2 separate regions of the Zea mays genome follow, and region 1 is linked to region 2. The links are chromatin contacts, called in public Hi-C maps. All regions are on one chromosome and are shown on one strand. Each heading gives the region's core, a stretch centred on a gene start, on an enhancer-like site or on the middle of the called end of the contact. The rest is flanking DNA. Distances are from core to core; before and after follow the strand shown. Region 1 has its middle 41 kb from the start of LOC103647611. Region 2 holds the start of LOC100193329.

Region 1 (4,458 bases), core at 968-3,467, 72 kb after region 2:
CGGGTATGAGTTTGGGCAAGTAATACCCAGCGGGTTTTTATCCATTGTCATCTCTAGTCCAGAGGCGAAAGACCATATTTCATCGACATGGCAAAGAAATAACAGAATAACCAGAAGAAAGATATAATCTACACGAATTTAGGTGTAACCCTAATAAAAAACCACATACTATTACATAATCTATGTATGTCCAGCAGTGATCTTGAAATCTCCTGGCAATCCACTTAGGTGTGTGGAGCAAACATGGTGAAGTCTGATTTCTCTCCACTATGAATCAACGGTAGGAAGATAAGAGAAACTAAGTTGCTTTTTCTCGATCCGCGTGCAGTTGATGGTTTGCAAAGAATGTAGCAGCGTTGGTCTCACGACTTCTGCGAATAGGAACAACGACGACATAAGCTTTTCCTTTTTTAGATAGAACACACACACACACCACTGAGTAAAATTTGATGACCGAAATCAACCCTGCCTCTCGAAACCATCTTTTGTTAATGAATCGACAATATCAACGATTGACGACAACACCGAAAATTGACTCTCTTGAAGACACTGAACAATTGATCCATATGCACGTGACGGCTCGACGAACTTGTAGCCCTAAACTGTACAATCCACCCCCTCGTATAGTTGTTCATATAACCTTTATCATCGATTGTTAAGTCTGAATGTTGTTCCTTCTTCGCTCCAGTTTCTAGTTTCCAACTTTATTCAGTCTTACTTCCTCAATGTTTACCTGACAACTATTGTCTCTTGAAGTTCTTGCTCAGTGTTTACCTGACAACTATTGTCTGTCGAAGTTCTTGCTCTCTCCTCGGTGTTCCCTTAGGGCTATTTTGGTCCCTCTAATCCCCCTCAATTCCCTTGCCACCAAACTCGCCCTGATGGTGGTATCTACGGAAATTTGTTGGCTAAATGTTGTAATTGCTTGTGGGTTAGCGGCAGAACGTTCCTAACTTAATGTACTCATATTTTGGCTATCAAAGTTCTCTGAAATTGCTAGGGACAGTTGCAGAGTGCTGACGATTTCAGAGCCTCGAAGAAGAAGATCATCGGCTGCTACGCGATGCTTGGATCTGAAAGAAAAAACAAGAAGCAGTCGCAATCGTTGCCACAACATCAACATCACGGTTAGGGGTAGTAATAGACCATGATCTAATATTTCTTTACAATAAGTTAGGGCCTAGTTAAAAATGAATAGAAATAAAGTCCGATCTTAATCTAATTCGATATTGAAATTTTAGGGCTAGTTTGGGAACTCCGTTTTCCCACGAGATTTTCATTTTCCCAAGGGAAATTAGTTCATTTTTCTTTGAGAAAATAGGAATACCTTGGGAAAATATAGTTCCCTAGTTTGGAAACTATATTTTCCCATTGGATTTCTATTTTTCATGGGAAAATGAACTAATTTCTCTTACGCCCCGTTTGGATCATTGGAATTGAATTCCATTCTAATAATAATAATTTAGGCATATATCATTTAAGCTAATTCAGTTTTATATAAAATATATTTGTATATTATTATTAGAAAGATGTTGGAGATATTTATGTGCTATATTTTTAGTATAGAGGAGTGAAACGAAGAATGTCACATAAGTTACAGAGTAGAAACAAATTCTACTACTGTATAAAATCATTTCCCATCCCCCACCCCATTAATTTGAGATAGACTAATATCTGAACTTTGAAAAATGGTGGAATGTCAAATTTCAAACTAAATAAGTTATTTTATTGAGTGAATTCTAATTCCTCTAAAATAAAGCGATCCAAACGCCCCGTTAGGAAAATGGAAATCCCTTGGAAAAATATGGTTCCCAAACTGGCCCTTATAGCGTAAAATCACCCCCTAATCATGTTAACAACCGGAGACATCAGACCATAGCGCAGAACAGTCGTGCACGTAAAAAAAATCTGCATATGCCGCCCCCACTAAACGACATCTCTGATCGGTCGAATTTCCAATGGATGAAGTAGCCACCGATAGCAATCGACAAACAGCTTGCTTTGGTTGTTTCGCAACCCCCAACCAGGCCTGGATGACATTTCGTCACTTTGACTTTAGCACAACGTCCATATACTGCCACGTAGATTATTTTATATTTTTTGTGAAGACGTCTTCGTCGCCTCGCCTCGGGCCCTCGGCCCTTGTATGAACCGTGGCTTCTCGCCGATCCCTATCGGATCGAGTGAGGAAGCCTCTATCTCCATTGCACGCCGACGAACACTGCTCCGCTCCTTGCCGCACCGTGACCACTGACGAGCGCACCACCGGACCAACCGACCAAGCCCCACATCGTTGCCCCACGCTGAGTGGAGACAAAAATATATGAGATGGACAAGCAGATAAGACCGAGAGCCTGAATCAACTACAGATGCCAGAAAGAGATATCGATGGGACTTTTTCACTCTGGCTTTGTTGAATAAGTAATGGTCATGAGGAAACAACCTTGGTGTTATTTGAAGCCGACAAAGAAAGGTTAGGGTCCACTATGCGCACCTGGACGGCCTTTGATCTACACACGCTTCTGCAGTCCCATGAGGGACTAGTGTCTCTGGAGGAACCCTTTTTAGAAGAGGAAACCACAGTCATCATTAAAGACCTCCCCCTTAACAAATCACCGGGGTCCGGATGGATCCAGCACGGATTTTATTAACAAATATTGGCAAGTAATAGCTCCAGATTTCTTCGATCTTTGTAAGAGCTTTCATGAAGAAGTCATCTGTACTTAGAGCATAAATGGATCCTTCATAACACTGATCCCCAAAAAGATACACCTTTGACTGTAAATGATTACATGCCAATATCTCTGCTGAACTCTAGCTTCAAAGTACTAACCAAGCTACTGGCCAACAGACTACAAAAAGTTATCACCCGTGTCATTCACAAAAACCAATATGGCTTCATCAAGGAAAGGACAATTCAGGACCGCTTGGTATGGTCATTTGAATACTGTGCAAGCACACACACAAAAAAAAAAGAAATGGTGATCCTGAAGCTAGACTCCGAAAAGGCTTTTGACACAATAGAACATGAGGCTATCTCTCAAGTGCATCTTCACAAAGGCTTCGGTACCAAATAGAGAAATTGGGTCAAGATGATCATGGATTCATGAACATCGGTTGTTCTTCTCAATGGAGTTCCTCGCAAGCAATTTCAATGCAAGCGAGGGGTTAGGCAAGGTGACCCGTTGTCGCCTCTCCTATTTGTCCTGGCAACAGACCTGCTTTAATCCATAGTTAATAAAGCAAAGGACTTGGGCCTCCTTCACCTCCCTCTCCAGCAAAGATGTGGACAGGATTTCCTAATTATCCAATATGCAGACGACACTATAATGGTTCTAGAAGCCTGTCCTAGACAACTTTTTTTCTTGAAAGAAATATTGAATCCCGTTGTAGACTCCATAGGCTTGAGAGCCTACTCTCAGAAATCTAACATATACCCCATTAGCGTGCATGCTGCGAAAATGGAGCTCCTTGCAAAAACCTTTCAATGTCAGATTGGAACACTGCCTTTTACTTATCTGGGTCTACCTATGGGGCTAACAAAACCAAAAATAGATGCTTTACTCCCAATGATACAAAAAATTGAGAGGAGGATGTCATCAACATCTCAGTTTCTGTCGCAAGCTGGTCGGTTGCAAATGGTTAACTCATTTTTCTCGTCACTTCGAACATACATCATGTGTACTCTTAGATTACCAAAAACAATAGTCAAACAAATAGACAGATACCGAAGACATTGCTTATGGCGGGGATCAGATATCAACGCAAAGAAGCCTCCTCAAGCAGCGTGAGGGACAACTTGCAAACCGAAAGCACAGGGCGGCTTAGGGATTATAAATGTCACTACACAAAACAAAGCTCTGTTCATGTAGAATCTGCATAAAATGCTCAACAGACTAGATATTCCTTGGATTAAAATAGTATGGGAGAATCATTATACAGGAGAAACAGTGTCATCCGAGAAAAAAATAGGATCCTTTTGGTGGAGGGACATTTTGAGATCACTAAACACTTACAAGAGATTATCTAGGGTGGCAGACGACAGATCTGTTCAGCTCTGGTTTGATAAGTGGGATGACAAAATACATGCAGAAGCGTACCCATAACTTTTGTCCTATGCTGTTAGCAAGGAAATAACTCTATTACAGGACAAAAAACATTGAGAATCCACAACAAATGTTCCACACACCTATGTCCTCCGAGGCTTTTCAAAAGTATCAATTACTCATGTATTCCTTAGTCCTTACAAAGACACACCTTCACTGCCAGAGCCGATAAGTGAGGGTATATCTAGGGCATTCTGACCTTCTCATAGCAAAAGGTATATAAGAACATAATAGAGGTAACCCTAGTCCACCCAGTGTATGTGTGGCTATGAGAATCGAAGTGTCAACCAAAGCAAAAAGTCTTCTTTTGGTTTCACTGAAAGATATATTGAATACCAAATCTTGCTCAAGA
Region 2 (4,130 bases), core at 964-3,463:
AGATCTATCCCTAATAGTGTTGTTGAGCTAGACACTGAAACATGTCAAGGTGATGTCTGTTTCAGGAGGTTCTTTATAGCTCTTAAGCCATGCATTGATGGTTTTGTTGAAGGTTGTAGACCCTATATTGCCATGGATAGTACTCACTTAACAGGAAGGTCAAGAGGTCAATTGGCGTCAGCTGTTGCAGTTGATGGAAATAACCGACTGTTTCCAGTGGCTTATGGAGTAATAGAGACAGAGTCTAAGGAAAGTTGGATTTGGTTCATTCAGAACTTGAAGAAAGCTATTGGTTATCCGACAGGTATGGCATCCAACAATACTTCTATTTTAACTTGCTTTCTGAAATTCAAATGCTAACATAGTACTATTGTGAGATATAGGTCTGGTTATCAGTACGGATGCATGCAAAGGACTTGAGGAGGCTGTCCATATTGTGTATTCTGGTGTGGAGCATAGAGAGTGTATGAGGCATTTATGGAAGAATATGAAGAAGAAGCAGTACAAAGGGGCACTTTTCTCTCAAAATATGTGGGCAGCTGCAAAAAGTTGGACCGTTGAGAAGTACAATTACCATATGAGGAAGATAGAAGAGAAGGCTCCAGATGCCATTGCATGGTTGGATGATAATCATCCATTTGTGTGGACAAGAAGTAAGTTCAGTGAACTATCTAAGGTAGATTACATCAATAACAACCTCTCTGAATGTTTTAATAGTTGGGTGGTAAAAACCAAGGACAAACATATTGTGGACATGCTTGATCAGATAAGGCAGATGATCATCAATAAGTTTGTTGAAAGAGAAAAGATAGCTAGAAACATGCAGGGCACAATAATCCCATCTATCATTCAGGATTTAAATGCTAAAAGCAAGGCTATAAAGGATCATGAAGTCTTAATATGTGGAGGTTTTACTGCTGAAGTTACTGTGTCCACAATAAGGCATTCAGTCAACATGGATCAAAAGACTTGCAGTTGTAGGGTTTGGCAAGTAACTGGGAAGCCGTGTAACCATGCTTTGAGTGTTATTGCGAAGCTTAGTAGAGATGTTCAGATGGAAGAATTTGTTCATGAATACTTCTTTGTTGATCGGTTGAGAAAGACATATGCGGGTGTCTTCCTTGCAATTACATCCAAGCATCAGTGGGCTCGTGTTGATTTAGGCTATAAAATCTGCAAGCCTAAACTAAGGAGGAAACCAGGGAGGCCAAGAAAGAGTAGAATCAAAGCATCTGATGAGATTGGCACAAAGAAGAGGAGGAGATGCACTGAATGTAATGAACTAGGTCATTTAGCAAAGACATGTCAAGGAGGTCCTACAGCAAAAGAGAGAAGGGCGACACTCTCATCTTCAGTAAATGCATCAGCAGTGGGTAGTAATGATCCAAATGTGGCTCAAACATCTAAGTAAGTCATTTCTGCTATGCTATACTAATTTTAGAGATGATTACCATACAAATATCAGTTAACTAATTTTTATTCTCCTATATGAAGTGCTTCTGAAAGTGCTCTTGCATGCGCTCCTGGAAGTGGAAGCACAAGTGCTCCAAGCACAAGTGCTCCAAGCACAAGTGCTGCAAGTGCAAGTGAAAGTGGAAGGGGAAGTGTAGGAAGAAGAGGAAGAGGGGGGAGGCTTGCACAATGGTTTGGAATTTAATGATCAAGATAGCATCATGAGGTGCTGTTTCTTTTGTATGAGATGTTGCTTTTGTATGACAATGTAATGGGTTCATGGTACTTTGTCATGCTTTTGTGAGACTTTTGTTGAACTCCATATGTACTACTTTGTTGGATTTGTTATGTGACATTGTGTTATTCTATATCTATCTTTGTTGTTGAAAATACTATCGAAATTCTGTTGCAATACAGTCAAAATATTGTCAAAAAGCTCTTGAAATACTGCTAAGCTGTTGTGTGAAAATCAGGGGTAAAATCACAATTACAGAACAGTCCAATTCAAAAGGAGGGACAAAATCACAATTATGACTGAAGGGTAAATTTGTCTTTTGATGTCCTAATTCACACCGTTACTGCATCTAACAGAAACATGGGCAGACTTGTATTTCGTTTTCAAAAAAGAGGCCCGAAATCACAAAGTCGAATTTTGAGGGGCAAAATCACAGTTGCACTTTCATCCAGGGACAGGAACACAATTGCCCCAATCAAAAATGCTCTCCGCCGCGTCGCTGTCCTTCGCTAGTCGCTGCCACATCTTCTCTCCTCGTCCAAAGACTCCAAGCTTCTGTGACCTCTGTTCTGCTGCCGCCTCTGGTCCACATCTCTCTACGCCGCCGCCCCGCCGTCCACCGATACCGCAGCGCTGGGAAGGATCACGGGGGAGCGGAGCGAGGCGGGGGACCCGCGGTTTTGTCGCCCGGATGGCGGCGGAGCGATGACACTGGCGGCGGGTGCGGCGCGGCGTTGGGATGCGGACGATCTGCGATGTGTGCGAGAGCGCACCGGCGGTGCTCTTCTGTGCGGCCGACGAGGCTGCGCTTTGCCGGCCTTGCGACGAGAAGGTTAATTCTGCTCCCTGCTCCCTCCTACCCGCGGAGGTCGTCGTCCCTCTCGCAGATCGGCCGGTAGTGCTATTTCAGTTAGCATGGCGGGCGCACGGTTTACCTTCGAGTTCGCGCTGTTGGTCTCTTGTTGTGTCCAGCTTAGGTTACCCAATTTTGTCCCACTTTCTCCATTTCGACGATCCTGCATCTGTCCCGATCCATTTTGGTAGCATGGAATTCGTAATCTTGCTACTTCAAATCGATAAGTTTTCAACGAATAAAAATGGAACCCGGAATATTATAGCATTTGACAGTGACAAAATTGTCGAAGTTGTTTGGGTGGGTTATGAGGAATTCAGAAGAGCCTATAGCTGTAATAGGGGCTCGGGGTGATCCCGTTGGGTTGCCCCAATTGCCCTCTTATAGCTTCTCCAACAAGGTGTCTCAAGATAATGCCAAAAAAATAAAACACCACGCCATTTAAAGTGTTTATGGCACTAAAAATAAATTAAACCCTAACATTTAAGTCCTAAATCATGTATTTTAGAAAATAAACTATATTATTATAAAAGAAAAAGTTGAGGATGGTGTAGAAAATAAGGATAGAGCACTAAACCGGGGTGTAGTATATTTGAATCACGCCCTATATTTTTTGATAAGAATGTGAATATGGCACTATTGGAGTTGTTTTTTTTACGAGTTTCCTATATTTCAAGATAGAACACTGATTTAAGGCACAAGTGTAAATGCTCTTATAATCAAGTGTTATCTTCTTGTTAGGTACACAAATCATGTTTTTGTGTTTTTTATTTGAGCCAAAGCATTCTCTGCGTAATACTTAGTTGAATTAGAGTTCCTCTGTGAGGGAGTTTGTCTGCAAAAAATTTAGGCTACAAGTTTCTTTTGACTATGTCTCATCTAATGTTATGCCGTGGGCTACAACCCCTCACCACTGCTTGTCGCGGTAGTCAAGGTGTTCATGTTTCTTTCAAACTTTTGCTGAACTGACCCTCCCCAAAAGAAAAGATTTTATAGCAATTTTTTTGGGTGGGTGGGTTTGGAATATCACACTTTTAAGCTCTGTTTAGTGCAGTTGCTGAAAGGAATATGAACATAGAATGTAATGTACTTGTATATTGCCAATTCTGGATACTACTAAAGTTATCATCATGTTATGCTGTTGATACGTGGTCTTCACTTTGGTGTGTGTAAAGGGAAATGAAGTAGCAGATGGGAATGGGGATTAGAACGTAGGGGATAAGCACTGGAAGGGGCAGATGAACCTCTGTCATCACAACGGCTGGCAGATCCTGCAGCCACGATGACCGAGGTCCGAGGAAGTCTCGCCCAACTCAGGGAGATGATTATTCCTCAATGAACCCTAATACAAACTACCAGCTAGCCTTTAAGGTTAGGCGGCTGGGACAAAGAAAATAGATCCACTAATTTAGGAAACCACCCCTACACTTAAGGAAACACATAACTGACTCTCCCTGAGATCTCGACTTCCTATGTTGGTCTAGCCTAGCCACTTCTAGGCCTGCGCCTATAGACTTTCCCAAGGAAAGAGTCTATAACATATCCCTCCTCCCCAACAAACAGCTTGTCCGCGAGCTGTACTTGTGGATA

Evidence for each region. Hi-C and Micro-C count contacts between places; a contact is called where the count stands out from the background.
Region 1: a contact with region 2 is called in a Hi-C map of leaf, with 2.3 times the contacts expected there. The contact joins the enhancer-like site here to the promoter of LOC100193329 in region 2. A contact is called at or near these places in 5 of 25 Hi-C or Micro-C datasets (bundle sheath, endosperm and leaf).

Annotation. Positions count from the first base shown.
Region 1 is chr2:201,641,939-201,646,396 of Zm-B73-REFERENCE-NAM-5.0, forward strand. No RefSeq gene overlaps it. Among protein-coding and RNA genes, the nearest start is that of LOC103647611, 41 kb to the right of the region's middle. Within about 2 kb of position 2,218, at least 15 of the 20 cell types and tissues checked have an H3K27ac peak or open chromatin away from gene starts, as enhancers often do. A contact at or near this core is called in bundle sheath, endosperm and leaf, where this site is marked.
Region 2 is chr2:201,569,813-201,573,942 of Zm-B73-REFERENCE-NAM-5.0, forward strand. LOC100193329 reads left to right here and starts at 2,214. Exons shown (of 5, transcript NM_001358710.1): 1 at 2,214-2,519. The coding sequence starts at 2,427.